Linked DNA regions of Pan troglodytes: region 1 is linked to region 2. The links are chromatin contacts, called in public Hi-C maps. All regions are on one chromosome and are shown on one strand. The core of a region is the stretch at or near the end of the contact, and the rest is flanking DNA. Distances in the headings are between cores, read along the strand shown.

What was found. A called contact is a pair of places that touch in the nucleus more often than the background predicts.
Region 1: a contact with region 2 is called in a Hi-C map of stem cell-derived neural progenitor cells, with 6 times the contacts expected there. The contact joins the promoter of CCDC28A here to the enhancer-like site in region 2. A contact is called at or near these places in 4 of 7 Hi-C or Micro-C datasets (blood, induced pluripotent stem cells and stem cell-derived neural progenitor cells) and 1 of 1 datasets of contacts at active chromatin or transcription factors (stem cell-derived excitatory neurons).

Annotation. Positions count from the first base shown.
Region 1 is chr5:150,621,951-150,628,351 of NHGRI_mPanTro3-v2.0_pri, reverse strand. It overlaps CCDC28A (coiled-coil domain containing 28A), which reads right to left and starts at 2,458. Exons shown (of 6, transcript XM_001171714.6): 1 at 1,954-2,458. The coding sequence starts at 2,181. LOC104007004 (a long non-coding RNA gene) reads left to right here and starts at 2,342. Exons shown (of 5, transcript XR_008548677.1): 1 at 2,342-2,648.
Region 2 is chr5:150,273,150-150,278,814 of NHGRI_mPanTro3-v2.0_pri, reverse strand. NHSL1 (NHS like 1) reads left to right here. Exons shown (of 8, transcript XM_009452091.5): 6 at 1-869; 7 at 1,418-1,550. Among named protein-coding and RNA genes, the nearest start is that of HEBP2, 24 kb to the right of the region's middle. Within about 2 kb of position 1,859, at least 5 of the 24 cell types and tissues checked have an H3K27ac peak or open chromatin away from gene starts, as enhancers often do. A contact at or near this core is called in stem cell-derived neural progenitor cells, where this site is marked.

The DNA of each region.
Region 1 (6,401 bases), core at 1,209-3,708, 350 kb before region 2:
TGTTTTACCATTTTCTTTATTTCTTCATCCTACAAATATTTACTGATTCTCTTCCACAAGCCAGACACTATTGTGGGTACTGGAGAGACGGCACTGAACAAGGTGTTTGCCTGCAAGAAGCCTACATTTTACAAGGGGAACAATATATAAACAATAAACAAATGATCCACATACTATTCCCAGCCTGATTCAAGCTTCAGGTGGCCTTTAGGTCTTTCTTCCAAAATGTATGCTTAAGAAGAACCAAGTAGATTCAAACAGATGTATAATTGTCATAGGGATTTTACTAGCATTTTAAAAATCAACTAGAAGCCTTACTTCAACTACTAAACAGAAACTCAGTTTCTAGCTAGGGCTAATAATGATTCTAGCTTGGTGATAAGTGAAGTTCTAGAAAATCAAACTTGTTCGTTGCCTATTTTGAATATACTTTCTCTAACCATTTCCAAACAAACGTGAATTTTATGATATATATTTAGTTTTGCCCATATCAAAAAAGTTAACAATGTGAAGTTACAGACGGCCCTTCCATGGGGAATAGGTGTAAGGCCTCCTAGTTATCCCTACACAATCCCCTTACTTTATCTATTAATCCGCTCTATTTTCTAACATCCATCTATTTAAAAAATACCGTTCCGGCCGGGCTCACGCCTGTAATCCCAGCACTTTGGAAGGCCAAGGCGGGCGGATCACGAGGTCAGGAGATCGAGACCATCCTGGCTAACACGGTGAAACCCCGTCTCTACTAAAAATACAAAAAATTAGCCGGGAGTGGTGGCCGGCGCCTGTAGTCCCAGCTACTCAGGAGGCTGAGGCAGGACAATGGCGTGAACCCGGGAGGCGGAGCTTGCCCTGAGCCGAGATGGTGCCACTGCGACAGAGCGAGACTCCATCTCAAAAACAAAACAAAACAAAACAAAAAAAACCCTTCCATACTTTATTTGTGCATAGTGTTAAATTTTTCTTAACTTCATTATTTCATATATCATAAGATGAATTTATATGGCTATCTACCTCATCAGGTTGTAAATTGCCTTCTAGAAACATTAGGCCGTTTTTGGCATGCTATGTTTAATTTAGGCATGCCATGACCATTCAAAAAGATTCAAACCCATTGCTGTCGCTTAAAATAATTATTTGATGAATTCAATAAATTTTTCTTTTTCCTTTTGCCTGGACTTAGTGCCACTGGCACTGGAATTTAAACCACTGAGCTTAAATTGGCTGACGCTAGACAATTACAACTGGAGCTACAATACTGCCAAAGAAGAGTCTTTCTGGGAAAGGCTCCAATGCCCAGTCTCTAATCCCAGATACCACTGGGTGTCAATCCACTTAAACCTTGGCAAACAATTTTTCTTTTAAGAAGCATTTTTTGTAACAGAACAATAATTCTGGTGTTGTTTCAACATGCAACACAAATTAAATGAGAGTTTGAAAGATGACTGAATAGAGACGATTAGTTCTCTGAAGAGGCAAGGATCTGTAAAAATGTATGATGCGCATAAACACGCTGGCCTGAAATTTAACGATGCTAATACACACTTGGTGGTACAAGAAAAAAAAACCTAGGAAGTAAAGCAATGCAAATAAACCAGTGGTGGTCTAAACCACAATATTCTGCGGAACCAGCACTCGCGATTTCCTCGTTTTTGGAAAATTACATCTGTCACAAGAGCACTGAAACCCTTCCTGTATATCAAACAGCAAATAATGTTTTAGAGAAGGCATAATAAGTAAACTGCTCATAGTTACTTATTCACACAGTGGTTTTAAGTGCCAGGTCTTGCCTCCAAGCAGTACCACTGGGCATACCTCCTGACATCACCTCATTCCCCTTCCCCAATCTACCGAAGCGATGACCCTTCACCGCCCAGTACCCAGCAGTGACCAGAGTGGTGGGAAGGGCCTAAAGGGGCAGGTTGCGGAGGTTCCTTTGCTTCCACTACATACCTGAAGAAGAAGGGTATTGGGGCCCCCTTCCGCAACCCGCAAAGACCCGACAGCCTCAGAAGCCACCGCCGCAGCCACAAGTAGAGCCCCGGTCACATCCCGGGACCCGCTCCTCCGCAGCTCCGTTTGTTTACGGAAGTGACGTAAGAGGCACAGCCTCCATGCCCCAAGCGGAAGCCTCGCCTTTTCCTGCTCCCCCAGTGTCGCTCTTGGCTCCGCCCTCGGCATTTCATTGCTTCCCCTGTCCTTCCTTTAGCTGTAACTCCGGCGGGCGTGTTGGGTGTGTCGTTTTAGGCTCTGTGACCCAGGAGCAAGACGCAATAAGCGGGTGCAGTGGAGGTAGAAACGGGAAATGCAGTACCCTTTCCGGAAGCTACTCCGCCCCTCGGTGAGCGTTAGATCCCCCCCCGAACTACAATTCCCAGAATGCTGTTCGAGCATGCCCGAAGGCGGAACCAGAGTGTCGCCATGCAACTGTTCCTTGGTTGTTTCCGATTGGCTGCCCGGACTTCTCGCGGCTAAACTAACTTTGGCTCCAAGGCGGCGTGAAGAGTGTGATTCTGTTCAGCGACCGTGATTCTGTTCAGCGACCATGATGTTGAGCCCCTAATTGAGAGTCTGTTACCACTATTAATAGCTACTCTGTTCGGGCCCTACACATAACGGTGTATCTAAACCTCTCTACAATTTTATGGGTAGGTGTTATACTCTCTGTTTTACAAATGGGGAATTTGAGGCTCAGAAAGGCTAATTGATGCAGGTGTCTCTCTGTCGTCAAAGATAGTTCTACTTCCACTATACTTAAAGCCTCTGGAGAAGGAATTGCAGGCTGAGAGAAAGAGATCTATCTTAAATGAGGGAAGAAATGCACGTTTCATTGCCTGGTCTGGGTAGCCTTCCCGGTGTGGGAGTGGGAGGTGGGAAGGTTTTAGATTCACAGGTCCTTAGATTGAAGGGACTCTGGAGGAACACCACATAGCACCCCCCGCATTAGCTAATGGGGAAACCATATCTAGAGATTGTATCCATGCCAGAAAAGGCAGAGCAAAGACAACCCCAGTCTCTTGGCTTCTAGGATAGGATGTTTTTCCGCCACCCGCCATTTAAAAAAAAAAAAAACAAAAAAAAACTATTGAAATGTTTAAAAAAAAAAAAGCACAGAATAAACAACGCACCCACTATCCAGAACGAACAGATTTATGAATGAAAGAAATGGAGCATTACAGATAAAGAAGGTGTTCCCTATTCTCAGTCCCATTCTACTACCACCCTCAGAGAGGCAACCAGGATCATGAATTTGATATGTATCTTGCCAATCTAGGTTTCTATATTTAAACTATTACTATGTATTATAAACAATATGTAGAATGGTTTGGGGCATTTGAAGTTTTACATGAATGCTATTATATTTTGTGTATTGATCTGCAACTTGATTTTTTCACCAAATTCTGTGTTTTTGAGAGCTATCCACATTGATAAATATAGCTAGACTTTATCAAATAGATTTGTCACAAATTATTTGGGAATTCCCATAGTGATGGATGTTTAGGTTGTTTCCCATTTTTCACCATTACAAACACTACTGTACAGTCTGCTCAATATCTTTTCCCAGTTTCTCCTTTTAATTAATGTCGAATTGTCTTATTTGTATGAACAGAGCTTGCAACTGGTGATTCACATGCAATTTTTTTTTTTCAAATTGGTTGCTAACAGCTAAAATTGAAAGAATAAAAACAATGTGGCATCCCATCAATTAACGGGAAGATCTGACTACGTTAGATGTGCATTGTAGCCTGGCAACAATGGTTCAAGCTGGAAAGCATCTGCCTCCTTTACCTCAGTTCAAGTAATATCTAGTTTTTCTTTGTCTTTAGTACCCATCTGAGCCCTGTAGCATTTGTGTTTACAACCTCCAACATGATGTAGGGACACAGGAAAGTACCCTTCTAAATGTACATGTTTCAGGTATTCAGAAATAGGTATTCAGGTTTTGAATACTTATTTTAAGTCCCTATTTTAGCCACACCCTGTGATAGGAGGTCAGGATGCATCTATCAACAAAAGGTACAAGAGCTTTATAGTCAGAGATCTTATATTCCCGATATAAGAGACTGACAATAAATTAGTATGCAAATAAAATAGTTTCATTTAGTCAGATGAGAGTCCTGAAATAACAGCTTAAGGTCAAAAGTAGTTTGTACTGAAGGAGAAGTATCAGGGAAGGCCTTCCCGAAAATGCAGCTTTGAGGTAGAGATATGAATAAAGTGCATGAGCCAGCCATGGAATGATCTGAAGAAAATGAGTCCTTGAGTGCCAGGCACGGTGGCTTTTGCCTGTAATCCCGCACTTTGGGAGGCTGAGGCAGACAAATAGCTTGAACCTAAGAGCTGGAGACCAGCCTGGGCAACATAGCAAAACCCTGTCTTTACAAGAAATACAAAAATTAGCTGGGCATGGTGATGCAGGCCTGTAGTCCCAGCTGCTTGGGTGGCTGAGGTGGGAGGATCACCTGAACCCAGGAGGTCAAGGCTGCAGTGAGCCATGATCATGTCACTGTGCTCCAGCCTGGGTTACAAAATGAGACCCTGTCTCAAAAAAATAAAAAAATAAATAAGAAGGAGAAGGAGAAGAAAAGAAGCATTCTTGAATAGAACATACGGCTAAAATGCAGGCCATTAGGCAAAATGAACTTTAACATGTTTGAGGAAGCAGAGGGTTAGTGTGGTGAATTGTACTGGGCTAGGGACAGAGTGACGCAAGGTAGAGTTGTTGTAGAGGTACAATTTCAAGTGTGATTTCTTTAATCTAAAATCTAGAGTTCCTCCCTGAGAGAAATGATCTTTCAGATTTTCTAGATTTTCCTTTAATTCCTTTAAACTGTAAGCATCCATTCTTTGGATTAACTGTTAAATGCAGACCTTGTGTAAATTACTCCAATCATATACTTTCTTCCTGAGGATTATATTTAGAGGATGGGAGCTTTGATTAACAAGACCCTTCCTCTGCCTCCCAGTACTCATACATTGTATAGCATGGGTAGGTAAGGAGGAATACTGCTGGCGAATTTCCTAGTAGTGGCAGTGGAGATCCATTGAGAGAAAAATCTGCTGGGGGCCCAGAAATCTCTATTTAAAAAAAAATTTGTCTTATGGAAAATTTCAAACATATACTGAGGAAGACAGAAGACTATAATGAATCCCTCATCCAGCCATTAACCGCTGGCCAATGATGTCGATTATAGCTGTTATCAGTGATGTTGACCCTGATCCTTTATGGAATGGAATTTTTGTTATGTTATTTTTTAGGGTGCTATGAGGATAAGAAAAGAAACAGGCATTTGAGAAGAAAATTATAACCGAATTTATACTTATAAATTTTTGATATCATAATCTCAGGTGATTCACATGGACACATGTAAACGCACCCACAAGTGCAGCTAGAAGTAAATCACCCAGAAACTGTCATTGTCTTTGTACATTGTATATACAATGCAATCATTTCATACCTTGGCCAGAAAACTGTGATTTCTGTCTTGCAAAGCTGTATGTAGTAGATAATGTGATAACCTGTAATATTGATCTGATAAATATGTATTCAGATGAAACCTGTAAAAAAAAAAGCCCCTCTTCTGACATTTTTCAGTCTCTAGTATTATGTTGAAGTAAATCTCAGATATAATTTAATCCCTAATATTTTAATATAGATTGCTAAAAGATTAAAACTTTTAAAGACTTCACCACAATGCCTTTATGATTCCTAAGCAGCAATGAATGATTAATGTTATTAAATATTCAGTAAGTATTCAAATTTCCATTCGAATCAGAAGTGTCATAACTTTTTTCACATTTTACTTGAGTCAGGAACCTCTCTTTCTGTAAGGTCCTCAGGTGATGAATGGGTTTAGAAGCCTCTCTTGTACAGCCTCATTAGTTGAGCTACAAACATGCATTGTCCTTTCCCTTCAGAAAGTTAGGGCGCTATGAAAGCAGGAGTCCCCAGCCTCCAGCTGTAGACTGGAACTAGTCCGTGGCCTGTTAGGAACTGGGCCACACAGCAGGAGGTGAGCGGCCAGTGAGGGAGCATTACCTACCACCTGAGCTCCCACCTACTGTCAGATCAGCAGTGGCATGAGATTCTCATAGGAGCCTGAGCCCTAATGTGAACTGCGCATGCAAGGGATCTAGGTGGGCGGTGGTCCTTATGAGAATCTAACGAAAGCCTGATGATCTCAGGTGGAACAGTTTCAGTTTCATCCCCAACCCCCACCCCGCCCCATCCATGGAAAGATTGTCTTCCACAAAACTGGTCCCTGGTGCCAAAAAAGACTGGGGACTGCTGCTCTAAAGGGGAAGGCAGGTATCTCAAAGCAAATGGATACTCTCAGTGCCTGAAGCACAGTCATTCCTGTATTGTCCTTTGTGGTTCTTATAGGGAAGAGATGTTTTTT
Region 2 (5,665 bases), core at 610-3,109:
CAAATTCATGAAAGACACCAGGCCGCCTTTCACAAATTCTGGCCAGCCAGAATCCTCCCGGGGATCCTTGAGGCCGCCTTCTACCAAGGAGGAGACCAGCAGGCCCCCCATGCCCCTGATAACCACGGAAGCATTGCAGATGGTGCAGTTGAGGCCCGTGAGAAAGAACTCAGGCGCTGAGGCGGCACAGTTGTCTGAACGAACAGCTCAGGAACAACGAACTCCAGTTGCTCCACAGTACCACTTAAAGCCATCTGCTTTCCTGAAATCCCGAAATAGCACAAATGAAATGGAGAGTGAAAGCCAGCCTGCCTCTGTGACAAGCTCGCTTCTGACGCCTGCCAAGAGCTCGAGTCAGGGTGACCATGGCAGTGCGGCTGAGCGTGGTGGCCCTGTGAGCCGCAGCCCTGGAGCTCCAAGCGCTGGGGAGGCAGAGGCTCGGCCCAGCCCCAGCACCACCCCACTCCCAGACTCTTCACCCAGCAGGAAGCCACCCCCCATTTCCAAGAAGCCCAAACTGTTCCTGGTGGTACCACCTCCGCAGAAAGATTTTGCAGTGGAGCCCGCAGAGAACGTGAACAAAGCCCTCCAAGCTGTGCCCAGCCCCACGACGGGAGAGGAGGGCTCTGTGCACAGCAGGGAGGCAAAAGAGAGTTCTGCAGCCCAAGCTGGCTCTCATGCCACGCACCCTGGCACCTCGGTTCTTGAGGGAGGAGCTGCAGGATCCATGTCTCCCGGCAGAGTGGAAGCCAATGTCCCCATGGTTCAGCCCGATGTCTCACCAGCCCCCAAGCAGGAGGAGCCAGCCGAGAACAGTGCGGATACTGGGGGCGATGGGGAGAGCTGCCTATCTCAACAGGACGGAGCAGGTGAGTCTGGCTTCCTGGCTTCTCTCTCCTGTGCCCTCTGCCCATATGCAGCTGAACCAGATAGGGTTGTTGAATGCTCACACGTGGAAAGAACCCAGGTAGATCAGATTCCTGTTAAAGCTAGCAGTATGTAGGCTTCCTGTGTTAAAACACAGATTAAGTTACCAACTTTGCATTTTGTTATTATTTTTAAAATCTAGACCTAAAGGCATGGCAGAAAATAGGGGGATGGAGATGATCTGCAGCAGGCTGGGTATTAAATAGCAATGGGTAACATCTCCCTTCCGAAGAGCCGCGCAAAGAAATGTTGCAACAAAATTTAAGAGAGATGCCATGGGCGTTCCATACTTTAACAAAGAATGAGCTCTGGCTCTCAGGCTAGTGTCATTTCCTCCCTTCTTTGTAAACTATCAAACTACAGACCCACGGCATCTCCCTGTGGTTCTCACATTGTCGGGAATGGCAGGGAAGCAGCATATTTAGAAGCTTGGCTGAGGACTGAAATTCCAGTCACTTGTGCGTCTTGTGTGCCTGCCTGCTTTCTGTAGCTGGGGTGCCGGAGACCAACGCAGCCGGTTCATCCTCAGAGGCCTGTGACTTCCTCAAGGAAGACGGGAGTGATGAGGTAATGACCCCCAGTCGACCCAGGACCACAGAAGACCTTTTTGCAGCTATTCACAGGTATTTCAAACTCCTTCCTCTGACTTTAATCTACTGTGTAATTCCTTCTTTCCAAGCAGCACCTCAATTTACTTTTCTTCCTTGAGGTTTCTTCTGTCACCCAATCATAACTCCTTAACTTTACTGTTGATTTTTTAGTGGGTTTCTACAGTTTTATTTCCTCTGGCTCCAATTTCTGTTTTACTTTGTCTCACTGATTTTTATGACATTGGGGACAGTGGCTCAATGTGATACGTTCTGGTAGGCGCTGCTCTTCCTGGCAAGGAGCGCAGTGTGGCAGTCATAAGACAGAGTATATTAGCAAGAGTCGGATTAAAGTGACTGACAGTGCAGTCAGGAGGAGGAATGCTATGTTCTGTGGACTTAGGATGCACAGACTAGCTCCATGGGACTCTCTTCCTAAAGATGTTTTAGTTTATTCTAATTTTTTTCATTTTACAGAAAAACCACGATTATATAGAGCAATTTCTTTGGCTGCTTAAGTGTTTCTATAAAAGAGTACGGCCCTTTAAGCGGGAGCAAAAGAATGATTTATGCTTGTTAATATACCACTAGTGCCATCTACTGGCATCAGAAATCGTTGGGTTTAAAAACAAACAAAAAGGGTAAAATTTTCACAGTAATGGTCTGAACTGTTACACTTTTTATATGTGGTCACCTTTAAGAGTAAATATGATTTAGCACTAAAGTTTTACTTACTGCATCACTTTTCTGATTGGAAACAGCTGAGTACTCCCACACAGTGTCATTGTAAAAGCTGATGACTGTATATGTGCAACTACGTTAAGCCGTAATGCTGTATAAACCTTTTGCTTCCTTCTAGACTTCTCTACCACGGTATTTCCAGGTAACTCTAATGAATGTCCTTATGCTGCCAAGGCCTTATTTTGCCCTGAATGAAGATCCTTTCTTTTTTTTTAACCTCCTGAAACAAAGCATCCTGTAGAATCATTTGATTCTGTGTGTGAATGATCTTATGTCAGCACTGCTTTCCCAATTCTTGGACTCTCCCTGAAAAGACTGTTGCATAAGATGAAAAACATAGTGCTGTACCTACCTGAAACTCTTCATGCAACACATTAACATCTAACTTGGTGTGGGGGGAACGAAGCCGGTGAATTAATGTTCTTGTCAAGAATTATGCTCTTTACGTCGCTCCTCTAGTGTTGGTATAATAGATCCTAAAGACTGCCCCTTTTAACATGGACTGGTTTCTTCAATCTCATTAGAAGTGAAAAGGTAGCTGGTTGTCCAATTATTTCTCAAAACAGAGAAATGATAAATGATGCATCCTTTGAAACTTCAGTGGTGATTCTAGAAGTTCCCATAGATGTTTCTAACTCTTAACCACGCTAGACACATAAGAAGCACTCAATAAATATTTCCTGAATTAAATGAAACCAACTGGTATTTAACCATTAGAAGATTCTTCCAAGACTCAGAGTATTTCATTTAGTATGGAATGCACTGGGTTGCTAAATATACGGGCATATCTGTCTATTTATAATAGCCATCCACAGAGAAGATTTGCGTAGCCTGGTTGTTCTGTGTACTAGATACTTGGTTCCAGTGAGGAAACCCAACTGTTGTGGGTCCAAATTACTGCGTATTTTTTCCCCAAAAATATGCCAAAGGCCTCTTCTATATTTTGGCAACCTTCTTAAGGCATCGAAAAATGTGTTGTTTCTCTTACTAGGACGTTACATTGACTGCAGATGTAGAAATCGGTCAGTTGGTGTTATTCAGTGCACGTATGAGAGAAGTGAAAGCCAAGTAGGCCTTAGGAATGGATTGCAGAGAGAGAGTGAGGACATATGCTAATTTCTGTTGTAGCGTTGAGAATAAATTAGCAGACATAGTAAAAATCCATCTACTGTCTGTGCTTTTTTAGGGCTTTATTTTTATGTCCTTCAGCGCTTAAGCTCATAATTTAAAATAAAGAATATCTAAGTTGAAATACAGCTTCCAAATTTTATAATGCAAATTAATTCGCTTCAGATTTAAAGCCAGATGGAAAATGTAGAACACCAGTTGAGGTGTGAAGTTTTTATATTTATTGAAGTAATTAGTTTTAAAATCAGTGTTAACTGTTTAAGCACTTTTTATAGCTGTCTTCATTAAAAATACATATTCGTGTGTGTGTGTTGTGTATGTATATGCAAAGAATTTGTACATTTAGATTTAATTATTTTAGTGGGCACCTGCTCTTGAGAGATGACAGTGCTTTCATAAAATCCCATCTTTCTTCCTTTTTTTTTTTTCTTTTTGATACAGAGTCTCACTCACTCTGTCACCCAGGCTGGAGTGCAGTGGCGCGATCTTGGATCACTGCAACCTCTGCCTCCCAGATTCGAATGATTCTCTTGCTTCAGCATCCCAAGTAGCTGGGATTATAGGCGTGTGCCACCATGCCCGGCTAATTTTCGTATTTGTAGTAGAGACATGGTTTCACCATGTTGCTCAGGCTGGTCACCCCATCTTCTTTCTTAATTCTATGTCTACAATTAAAGGTCATAGTTTTACTCAAGTTTAGTTGTGACTTGTTTAATGGATCTCAGCATACTCTCACCGTTTAAAATCTAAATTACAAATTAAGTCACCAGCCAATACCTAAAAGAATGAAATGAGCAGAGCTGCTTTGGGGAGTAGACCATGTAAGTGGTGAGGCCATGTGCTATAAGCTCAAGTCCTAGTTGTCATACTAACAAGTTACCTTTTCTCAGTTACCTTTTCTGAAACCCAAAGTGGTTGGACTAGACCATTTCTAACGTCTTTTCTAGCTCTACAGTTTCGAGATGTTAGGATGTCTGTAGTTTTGTCAGCCGGTCCTAACTCTTATCAGGGCAGACTGCTCTTGTTAACTACTGAGTGGGACCATGAAACCTGTATGGTAGGCCATGTTCTGCAGTCCCAAAGAGTCTGGTGCCCTGTCCACTCTGGCCACCCTTCAGACCCTGTATTGGGTCCTTACCATTTCCCAGCCTCTGCTTTAGTGGCATCTTTTTGACCAGAAGAATGGCGATGACGCCAGGAACACCAAGCCCAGGGCAGCCAGCATGGGCCCATGCTGCCCTCTGTCTTGCTGTGTAAGCCACGTAAAAACTAAATCCATTTTCTATGTGACATTCAAAGGTTTGTTAAGCACCTGCTCTATGCCTGACCAATTATGGCTATCACTGCATTCATGTGTACTGACAAACTGTGACCTATATACTGTTATTCCCCTTTTTGTGATAGGAAAAATACACAGTCAGAAATGTTAACTTGTCCAAGGTGACAGAACAAGGAAGCTTTAGCAGTGGGAGTTATGTAGCTAGCTTCTTTATTTCACTTAATCTTCACAAACCTGTGAGGTTGGTATCTTATAAGTGAGGAGGCATGGCATGCATGGGTAATTTGTCCCAGGTCACACAGCAAGAGGTGGGAAGAGTCTGGTTTCAACTCTTAATCTGTGTGTACAGATATCATACTCTCAACCTTTCCCTGCTGCATATTCTACAATTTTATAGCAGGAAAAGAGATATACCCACGTCTTTATTCTATTAACTGTGTTGAGTTTCCTTAAAGCAAGTTCTCCTGCACTTAGCTAAGAGACACAGACTGAGTTGTTGTCATGAAGAGACCAGCAAGGGGCCACTTGGCTCACTGGCTTTATCATCTCTTTGTCACTGGCAGTGGAAAGCACATTGAACAGTGAGGTTCTCAGAGACTCAGGACAAGAAATACCTACAGGAAACCTTCAGCTTTCTTTGATTGCCCCTTCGTCTTCCCCACCCCACCCCACCCCTCACATTTTCTTGATCAGTGCAAGGTTTGCTGAGTCGATCATGAAGCAGGGTCTGGCATGGAGAGTTCGCTTTTGTTTTCTGGAAGGCTGGATTTTAGAAGTTGGCACATGGTCCTGGAAGAGCTGAGGAAGACTGGTCTGATGGCAACTTCTAGAATAACTGAGAATGTGAAGCTGAGGAGTTGTTCTAGGACCTGGAGTGGGGTACATCTTAGTACAGGGGATATTCTGGCATGGAACAAGAAAAGGAAGCATAGAAAGAAAGGAGGGTCAGCATGTGAAATTCACTCCGGATCAGCCCGTCTAGGAGAGATCAAGGAAAACTGGC